2 separate regions of the Gossypium hirsutum genome follow, and region 1 is linked to region 2. Evidence: chromatin contacts called from public Hi-C data. All regions are on one chromosome and are shown on one strand. The core of a region is the stretch at or near the end of the contact, and the rest is flanking DNA. Distances in the headings are between cores, read along the strand shown. Region 1 holds the start of LOC107951361 (membrane-associated 30 kDa protein, chloroplastic). Region 2 holds the start of LOC107951326 (alpha-glucosidase 2).

Region 1 (5,040 bases), core at 518-3,017, 640 kb before region 2:
CTAGTAAGAAATGCACATGGATCGAATTTTTACATGAAAATAACATTATTGGGCTTAAATAAAAGTTTTCAAATAGGCTAAAAACGGATTAAGCCAAAATAAAGTATAACTAAACATAATAACATTTAAATGGGCTCAAATTGGACCAAAACTCCATGGAGGCTGATATGGATTGTTGGAGTTTGTTTTCTTCATGTCTTCAACTCCATTTAGCTCATAGACTATCGTCCAAGCAAGTCCCACTTCAAGAAATATGTTCTTGAGCCAATATTTTCAAGAACTGGAATCTTGATTTTTTCTTTTAAACTTGAAATCTTCAAATCTGTCCATTTTAAACCAAGATTTGTTTTCTTGAAACCAAGATTTAAAATCTTGACAATTTTTTTCAACTCCAAAGATGCCTAGATCCCATTTAAAGTTGAGTCTCAAGATACAAGATCTTTTGGGCTTCTTAAATGGGCTTTGTAAAAGGCTAAGCCCAACATGTGCTTAGGCTAAAAATTGGTCCCCTATACTCGTATCAGGAAGATTAAAATTGAAAGTGATAATGTAATGTTGATATAGGTTCTCTATAGTAATTATGCTTCAAAGAATGGTTTTATATATATTCAACTAATCAAAGAACTTAGTATGAGGCAGCGGTTGATTGAATTCAATCATATTAATAGAGAGCAAAATATCTGTGCTAATATTCTAAGAAAGATGGGGTGATCGATGGTGGGAGGGTTGTGTGCACTAGATCATCCACTGTATATGCTATTCAATTGATTGTTGCAACATAGGAACAATCTTGTCGTTCTTTTGTCTGACATAGCTTTATAGTGTTTCGGTTCTCTTGAATCCCTTTTTTTTTTCCATACAAAAAAATAAAATTATACCCACTCTTTCATTTTGGTACTAAAATTCTTTTTGGTCAAAATTTATCTCTAAACTACCCTTTTCTTGGGTTGGTATCTAAACTACCTAAGTCAATCAATCGTGACTGAAGAATGGTTGACTTTAGATTTGAAAATTTTGAATTATTTATATTCCATATAATTATATATTATATTATAAAATATAAGTTTTGAATTTCTATATATTTTTCAAATAATCTTTGAATTTATTTTTTAGAATTGTTAATTTATATATTTGAATTTATATATATATTTTTCAATTTCATATAATTAATAGATTATAAAAATGATTTTTTTATATTTTATGAATTTTAACACATTTTAAAAAAAATTATTTTTAGTAATTTTTCCTCTCTATATATTTGGAATTATTTGACAAATAAATGGCAATGCTTATGTAGTTTTTGTGCCACATTGCAACTTTTAATAGTTGAATGTAATGTTTTGAAGTGATTTGGATAACAAAAGTATAATTTATGTATCACTTTTAATAAAAAAAATAGATATCAAGATAAAAATAAGTATACATTAGGTACTAATTTGTCGTAGGTACTACAAGACAAGAGGTATCCTCACTTATATAAGATTGTGCACAATAGACTAATAATCGACTCCTTTTCTTTCGAAAATCGTAAACAGCAACCGTATCACATTATCCTCCTCCTCGGTTTTCTCATACTTCTCATTATATCATGACAGGTAAATGGACATTTCTTTCCACTATCTTCTTTTCCTTGTTCAACATATATTATCATCAATTATATTTGAGGTAAATAAAAGCACCAAAGTTCACCTAGTGTTTTCAAGAAATGAATAATAAAAAATTGCTGAAAAATATTTCTTTTTAAATAATAGGGATCAAACCAAACCGGTTTATATTTTTTCCTTTGGCAACAAGCGGACCGAAATTAAAGAGAAAACCAGAAAGTAAAGAAAAATCTGAAAACCCAAGAACGCCTATTGGGAATGTAACTGATATGATATCATCATCTCATTTCTCACAGCAAAACCAGCCTTTCAAATTTTCTTCATACAAACACTAAAAATGGCTGCCAATTCTCAAATATTTACAGGATTGACCCTCCCTTTCAAACCCATTGCTTCTTCTTCTTCTTCGTCTTCAAGCTCCAGTAACAGTACTTGCATTCGTTGTTTAGTTAAGAAACCATTAACTTCTTCTTTCTTTAATGGCGGAGGTACTCTTTCTTTGGCCTTTTTTCTTACTTCCAATCTTCATAAGTTCTTCTACAAATTTTTGCTTGCTTTTGAGTTGGTTGTGCCTTTTGGGAGCTAAATTTTATTTATTGTTATGGAATATATCAAATGTGTGATTTTTCTTTGAAAAACTTTGCTTTTCATTCTAAATTTGTCAGCCATTATGTCTTTGATTGCTTGATTAGTGAGAAAGAGTGTTGCCATCGAAGGTTAGTCCATAGGTTGATTGACTGAGCAGCTTAACTCAAGGGGAACTCATAATTTTCTTCAACCTCAGCTTTTTCTATGGATGATGACATTCCATTTTTTATTTGGGTCATTTGCTAATGCTTTTGTTCAATCTTTTAGGCTTTGCTTGGTATGAAGGACTGAAAGGTGTGATGATGGGAAATTTATTAATCAAATTAGAACCAAAGTAGTCTAACCATTATATTAACATAGTTTTCAATCCGCACTCCTTTACATCCTTCGTACCAAACAGAGCTTAAGCTTAGTTAAGTGGTGAATCAAATGGGTTCTTAAATACTTTTATATCTCGAGCTCAAATAAAAATCTCGCTTACCTATTAAAAAAAATAGGACCAATTCTCAGGCTCGACTTCAAACTCGATTGTTAAGGCATGAATGGTTTTTCCTTGCTTATGAGTTGGTTGTATTTGTTTGGAACTTGGGATATCAAATTTATGATTTGTTCTTCAAAATTCTTTGCTTTTCATCGTAAATTTACAGCCATTGTTGTCCTTGGTAGCTTGAGTAGTGAGAAGGAGTGTTGCCATGGAATGTTAGTTCATAAGCAGATTGCCTAAGCTGTTTACTTAAATGGAACACATAATTTTATTAAAGCGCTGGTTTTATGGATGATGAAATTTATTTGTTTATTTGGGTCATTTGCTAATGGTTTTACATAAACCTCTAAAGCTTATTTAAGTGGTGTAGCAAACGGATTCTTGAACACATTATATTCTTGAAGCATAAATGGTGTATTTCGTATGTGGATTACAATATTTAGATGATTTACATGTCAAAAAGTTAAAGCAATTCATTTATAAATTGGTGCAATTCCCCTAAAATTATGTAAGCTTCTGCATAAGTTTTTTTTTTTTTTTTTGCTTTTCATGTGATGTGAGTGACCATCTTTTCAATTTCAATTTTCTGTATAACTTTGTCACCCCTTTTTTCTATCCTTTTACTGTTTATTTGCATTTTGGTTGATGATTAGGGAGTAATATGAACGATTGGAACTCCAGTGATTAAGTTTTCATTTTAGTACATAACAGTATGAATTTCAGCGGACTGTCTAACATTATCTAAAAGGGCTAAACACTAGTACCTAAAGTAGGTTCAACTTATCCTTTAAGTTGCTCTTTCTGCTCCCTTAAACAGTGGCTGCACTAAAAATTACAAGCATAAGGACCCTTCCAGGAGGATCTCATTCTTGTAGAGGAGGTGCAGGTGCCATTGGCACTCGCATGAACCTTTTTGATCGGTTTGCTAGAGTTGTTAAGGTCAGAGTTTACGAATTGTTTATATGCATTCATGTAAAGATACTATGATTTATGATTCCAAATTTTGATGTGTTATCTCAATAACTTGACTCAATTCACTGATAATGGCAGTCATATGCAAATGCTCTCCTAAGCTCTGTTGAAGACCCAGAAAAAATCTTAGAGCAAGCTGTGATTGAAATGAATGATGACTTGGTGAAGATGAGACAGGCCACAGCACAAGTAAGCCTCATTACCTTTATTTTATTTTTTAGTTTCTCGAGTTTCTTTCGCCTTCGGTTACATTGTTTTCTTTCCCTTTTTATGCTTGATTGCATTGCATATGTACTCAAGAATAGATTCCAAGATGGTCCTAGAAGTTTATTTTTGTTTTACAACTTTTTATTGTGCCGTTTCAGTGTAATTTTCTTCCCAATTTTTTATATGCAGATGTGATCCTTTTTCTTTTTTGAAGGTATTAGCATCTCAAAAGCGGTTGGAAAATAAGTATAAAGCTGCACAGCAGGCTTCTGAAGATTGGTAATTGATTGAGGATATTTTTTCTTTAGTTTTCAGAGGATATGAGTGTTTATGTCCCTATTGAGTTCTGTTTTCATATAGGTACCGTAAAGCACAGTTGGCTCTTCAGAAAGGAGAAGAAGATCTTGCACGTGAAGCCCTCAAGAGGCGTAAATCTTATGCTGTATGACTATGTTGTTCTGACTCTTCATTTTTTTTTGAAGTGTTTGTGTCTGCTAACACCCATATCATATCTGGACATATGGGGATATGACCCTCCAAATACATGAAAATTTTTGAACATATTTGTATTAGATACATGTCATATCCAACACACACATCCAAGTCTCTAGATGTCATCTTGCTGTAGAGTGTTTTCGAGCATTCTTATAAAAATTTCCAATATCTACAATTTCTTATCTGAATTATTTTGTATGTTGAAACGCTTGGGGAAACTGGAAAGTAGATTAATAAGCATAGCCGATTAGCTGGTTTGATTAGATTTTTATATTTTGCAATTTCAATGTGAGATGAAGGTTTGATTTGTGGTTGCTACAATGAGAAACAGATCTGTTTTATAATGTCGGGATTGGGGTTTAGGGTTCTAGTGTTTTTGGTCAACAGATAAAATTGTATGCCAAATGAGGTTCATGGCATTGCAACATAGGCTTGTTCCGACAACATCAAGTTACACAAACACCAGTGGACACAATAACCCTATTGAATTGCTTAAACAGTGTAACTGATAGTTTCCTACAGATTGAAAACATATCTTTCCTGGTTTTACAACCTGTTATTTTAATTCGAAGTTCCTAAAGTGGTTAGATTTTTCAATTGGCAAACAATCATTTTTGCTTTTTGTTTCAGGATAATGCTAGTTCGTTGAAAGCTCAACTTGATCAACAGAAAAGTGTAGTTGAGAATCTC
Region 2 (5,312 bases), core at 79-2,578:
TTTACCGGAAAATCATTTATACACTATTTCAATTTACTACTACTTTTATTTTATAATAATTTTAGGGGTGTTACACATGTGGTGAAGTTGAGATTTTATAGATGTATGTGTTACGGGTTCAAATCTCATTATGTATGCTTTTTTTATTGATTTTATAAAAAAATATAAAAAGACAAAGTACCCATGTAATGGTATAACTTATTCTATATATAAAAAGTTATTTTAATCATCTCCATGATAGAGTTGATGTCCAATTAGCTTATGATACCAATTCAATTAGGGCTTAAAATTAGTAAAGATATTACGGTGTGGATGAAAACAATTTTTTTGTATAAAAATATTACAAATTATATTAAATTAAAACAAAATTTTTGTTGAAGTGGTAAAATTAAAATTTTGTAGATGCGCATGTCACGGGTTCAATTGTAATTACATATGAATTTTTTATATATATTTTATAAAATTATAAAAAGAGAAAAGAACCCTCATAATAACATAACTTATTTTTCAATAAAATTATAACTTATTCAACTGAGTTAGTGTCTGGTTAACTTGTGACACCAATTTAGTTAAAAATTTAAATTTAGTAAAGATGAAACAATGTGGATGAAAAAGCTTGTGTAAAATTATATCAAAATTATGTTTTCAAGCTTCACCTTTTGCTTGCTTGACATGATGAGATTGAAAAATTTCTTTCATCCACCAAAATTAGTGTTTTTAGAATTGAATTGAACCAACCAACCTACCAACTTGGAGATACAGATTGAATTGATATAAACAAATTGAACTAAGCTAAACAAGAGGTTCAACCACCTATTTATTTTAATATTTAAATATTTTAAATATTTTTAATTTTTAATAATTTATTTGATAGAACCAAATGAATTGATTAAATTAAAAATTGGTGGCCTAACTAATTTGACTATTAATTTAGTTTTGAAAACCTTAATCAAAACCATGAAGCTCAAAATACTAGCACTCGGAGAAAAAGCTTAATATGAGAAGAAAAAAAGAAACAAAAAATATAATTTAAACACTACTTGTGATTAAAAAAGAAGTTAAGTACCAAAAAAAACAAAAAATTAGATATTAAGTTATAAGTTAAACGTTTTTAAAAATAGATTTAAGGAGTAACATTACATTTTTTTAATTGCAGCAGCTGACTTAAAAAAGACACCACGACTCACATTTATTTTATATATTTATTTTTTAATATTTTATTGTACCTACAAAACACTTTTGAAGTGTAAAAATATCACTAAAACTGTTATTTTCTAATAATAATAATATAAAGTGATTTGAAAAGGTCCGAATTACAAAATGCCCGACTCATTCAGTTTGGCAGGTAGACAGGTGTATCATTTCCAAACAGAATTTTTTATTTTTATTTTTATTTTTTCTGCAGCAAGTCATTGTGGTGTTTGCATATTATTGTTGAAATGAAATGGAAATGTCAGTGGGCCTTAGCAACAGTGTGAACGGCGGAGCAGTCTTGAAATTATCGTTTTGTCCCCTAGCATTTAGTCGATTTAATCCCTCTCCACCATCATCAACATCCAAATTTCTCTTCAGGTTTAGTGTTTTCTGCTTTATTCATGATCTTTCTGCTCGTGAAGCATTGCTTTAATTCGCTTTTGCATTTTTATTTATTATTATTATTATTTTGAATGGATTCTTCTTTTCTCTTGCTTTATTTGCTTGATTGTTTCACTCGATCATCTTCCCTTTTATTTGATTATAGAGTTTTTATATCTTAATTTTGAATTCAGTCTCGCTTCTGGCTTTATTCTTGTTGCAAAACCAAAAACAAGAATGGTGATGATAGGAAGGAGCTGTTATTCACGGACAAGCAGTTAATACATGCCATTTAATGCTTAATTTAAGTAAAAGCACAATCATATCGGTTCTATCTTAAACTGCCATTGCTTTTTAACTGCCACAGCATGCCTCGATATTAACTTTGATTTAACTCTTTTGTCTGCAGTCTCACTCACTCTTATTTCCTGTTTCCTGCTGCCTTCTTTTAACCCATCAAGTTCAGCCTTTAGATTAAAAGGTCAATTATGTTTTAGCAACTGCTGCTCATAAAACCATTTTATCTTCCGTATTTGATCCTTCTTTATTCTGGAATGTTGGTGCATCTCCGGATATCTTTGGGCTTTTCTGATGAGTGCTGAGATATGCATAGAGTAATAATCTGCAATCATTTTTGTGCGTAAATGTAAATGTCTGTGTGTGCATGTAGTGTTAAAATTATGTCGCTCTTCTAGAATTAAGCTTTTCTTGGCTTTGTTATAAAGTGATATGTTATGTTCTTTCTACTCTTCTAATAAATATTTTGGCATGCAGAAAGAAGAGTTATAGCAAGAAGCTTACTGGGAGAAGGCTAATATCTAAAATGACTGATTCTGAAGTGAAGGCAGCAACATCAGACTCCACTGCAGGGAAAATGATTTTTCAGCCCATCTTGGAGGATGGGGTTTTCCGGTTCGACTGCTCTGCAAATGATAGAGAAGCAGTGTATCCGAGTCTTTCATTTATAAATAACAAAAGCAGGGATGTACCAGTCATGAGTAACAAGACTCCTTCATATATCCCTTCTTTTGAGTGTCGTCTGGGGCAGCAGATTGTCAAACTGGAGGTTTGTTGTTGCTTTGCATTTTAGTATATTTTGCCTCTTCGAACCGTTGTGCATTTAGCATTCTGCCTATTTGTTTTCACTTTGATGGTGAAGTTTTCTGGTAGAATTTGAAGTCTCTTGTTCACTACTTTTTTCTTTAACTAATCTAGTGGAGTTTTCTTGTTGTTAAGTTTCCTGCTGGTACCTCATTTTATGGAACTGGAGAAGTTAGTGGACAGCTAGAGCGAACAGGAAAAAGAGTGAGTTATTTGCAAAACGTGGCTGCCATGAAATGTATTTTATTTTCCTAGCATTGCTAGTGATAAGTAAAGCTTCTTGTAGGTTTTTACATGGAACACTGATGCATGGGGTTATGGTCCTGAAACTACATCATTGTACCAATCACATCCTTGGGTTCTGGCTGTTCTTCCAAATGGAGAGGCGCTGGGGATTCTAGCTGACACAACAAGGCGCTGTGAGGTGGAGTGACTTTCCGTTTTTCAGTAATAAATGGATTAAAATCCTGTTAAAACTATTGTAGATTTATATATTTTCCTGTAACAGTCAAATAAACTTGTTATCTAGCAGATTGATCTAAGGACAGAATGCAGAATTCAATTTATTTCCTTGCCTTCATTTCCTGTCATTACATTTGGTCCATTCTCTTCACCGACTGCAGTTTTGGTATCTTTATCTCATGCAATTGGTAATTTCTAAACCTAAGCTTTTGCCCCTTGATATTCTTGGAGTTTATTTTTGCAACCACAACTATTTATTGTTTTTGTTACATCCTACTCTACCTCTCATTCATACCATGCAATTGTCTTACTTTTGCTTTGGGTTTGGTAAAACATAATTTGTGAAGCTGGATTACAGGTGCCATTCTGGTCCTTTGGGTTTGATTTCAAAGCTTGTATTTTATTTTAAAAATCTGCCAAGTATTTAGGTAAATTAACTAGAGTAAGTAAAGCATAGAAACACAAATATTAAATATGAATAGGTAGGTGAGAATGATAAATTCATACATATTCCGTTCAAGCAAATAACATGAGAGGTCAAATAACATGAGAGGTTTTATATTTGACTTGAAAATTCAATAACATTAATAGAAATGATAGGCTTTGTAGGCTAGATGCTATTCTGAGTTAGGAATTACTAATTTGAGGATGAGGTTGATAAGCATAACATCATCATTTTGGCAGTTTTTATTCTTATTACCTTAGACTTTTCTGCATAGGGACTGTTTTAATGCCTCCAAAGTGGTCACTGGGCTATCACCAATGCCGTTGGAGCTATGACTCTCAAGAGAGAGTTCTTGAGGTTAGTGCTTAGTTATCTAAGTTGCTGAAATGCTCTTCCTCATTTTTGTATGAGCACCTCATATCTGTAATGATTCTTTCATTGTTGAGAATGATAATACCGATCTTTAATATTATATTTTCAGATTTCGAGAAAGTTTCGGGAGAAGGGTATACCTTGTGATGTGATATGGATGGACATTGATTACATGGATGGCTTTCGTTGTTTCACTTTTGACAAGGCATGTTCTCTTTTAGATTATCATTATTAACTTTAATGTGGTTCTCCTATTCCTCTCAAATAAACCTACATGGAGATTAGTTGGGTTTTTTGGTCTACGAACTAGAGTAACTATATTTAGATGTGAACAATGATCGATTGACTTGTGATTGCCAAAGGATAGGCTCAATACGCGGAGTGGTTCAAAACCATTTGGTAATAAGAAGAACACTGGTTTAATTTATGTAAATACATGGATTTCATATATATTTGATACTCATGGATTTCATTTTGACTCCACGGTAAAAGGGAAAATTAGTTTGATGCCTCTTTAAATATATTATCAATGGATTTACATTTGAGTATTTTTATGTAATGATAGAGTTTATAATGCTTGAACTTGTAGGATTAATATATTTGACCAAAAAAAACACTCGTAGAATTAACATTCCTTATGTGAAGGTACTTCATAAAAAACTAGATAACTCTCTTAAAACTCCCATAATAATTTAAAGTTAAACAGGTTCAACATCCCTTGTAGATTGGAATTGCAAAAGTTACAATTCTTCTGTGTGGCAACTAAATATTCGGAAATAGCAGTCCTGTTCAACAGTTTCATACTTTGTTAGTGGCAACTGCTGCCCACTAAATATCCTCTATGTTCTGAGATCTGTCAGTAGTAGCAACGACTAGACCCAAACTATCTATCATACAATGAAACTTCAGTATCATATTTGTATGAAAATTGAACGATAATGATTTCCTTCAGGAGCGTTTCCCAGATCCAAAGTCTTTGGTGAAAGATCTCCACAATATTGGTTTCAAGGCAATTTGGATGCTCGACCCTGGGATTAAACATGAAGAGGGTTACTTCGTTTATGATAGTGGGTCTAAACATGATGTTTGGATACAGAAAGCAGACGGGAAGCCTTTTGTTGGTATTTTCCTTTACAAATTCATGTTTAAGCTTAGTTCTTTTTTTTTTCTTAGCTCTGAAAAGGTTTTTCTTGCTTTTTAGGGGATGTGTGGCCCGGACCTTGTGTTTTCCCTGATTTCACACAGTCAAAAGCCCGTGCTTGGTGGACGAATTTGGTTAAAGATTTCATTTCTAATGGTGTTGATGGTATATGGAATGATATGAACGAGCCAGCTATTTTTAAGGTGGTTCTGAAAT

What was found. Hi-C and Micro-C count contacts between places; a contact is called where the count stands out from the background.
Region 1: a contact with region 2 is called in a Hi-C map of leaf, with 3 times the contacts expected there. The contact joins the promoter of LOC107951361 here to the promoter of LOC107951326 in region 2. A contact is called at or near these places in 3 of 34 Hi-C or Micro-C datasets (all in leaf).

What each region holds. Positions count from the first base shown.
Region 1 is chrA02:26,808,317-26,813,356 of Gossypium_hirsutum_v2.1, reverse strand. LOC107951361 (membrane-associated 30 kDa protein, chloroplastic) reads left to right here and starts at 1,767. Exons shown (of 11, transcript XM_016886380.2): 1 at 1,767-2,092; 2 at 3,494-3,615; 3 at 3,727-3,837; 4 at 4,070-4,134; 5 at 4,216-4,297; 6 at 4,981-5,040. The coding sequence starts at 1,942.
Region 2 is chrA02:26,167,849-26,173,160 of Gossypium_hirsutum_v2.1, reverse strand. LOC107951326 (alpha-glucosidase 2) reads left to right here and starts at 1,328. Exons shown (of 23, transcript XM_016886331.2): 1 at 1,328-1,572; 2 at 2,350-2,641; 3 at 2,812-2,880; 4 at 2,963-3,100; 5 at 3,209-3,326; 6 at 3,858-3,940; 7 at 4,065-4,160; 8 at 4,908-5,076; 9 at 5,157-5,299. The coding sequence starts at 1,445.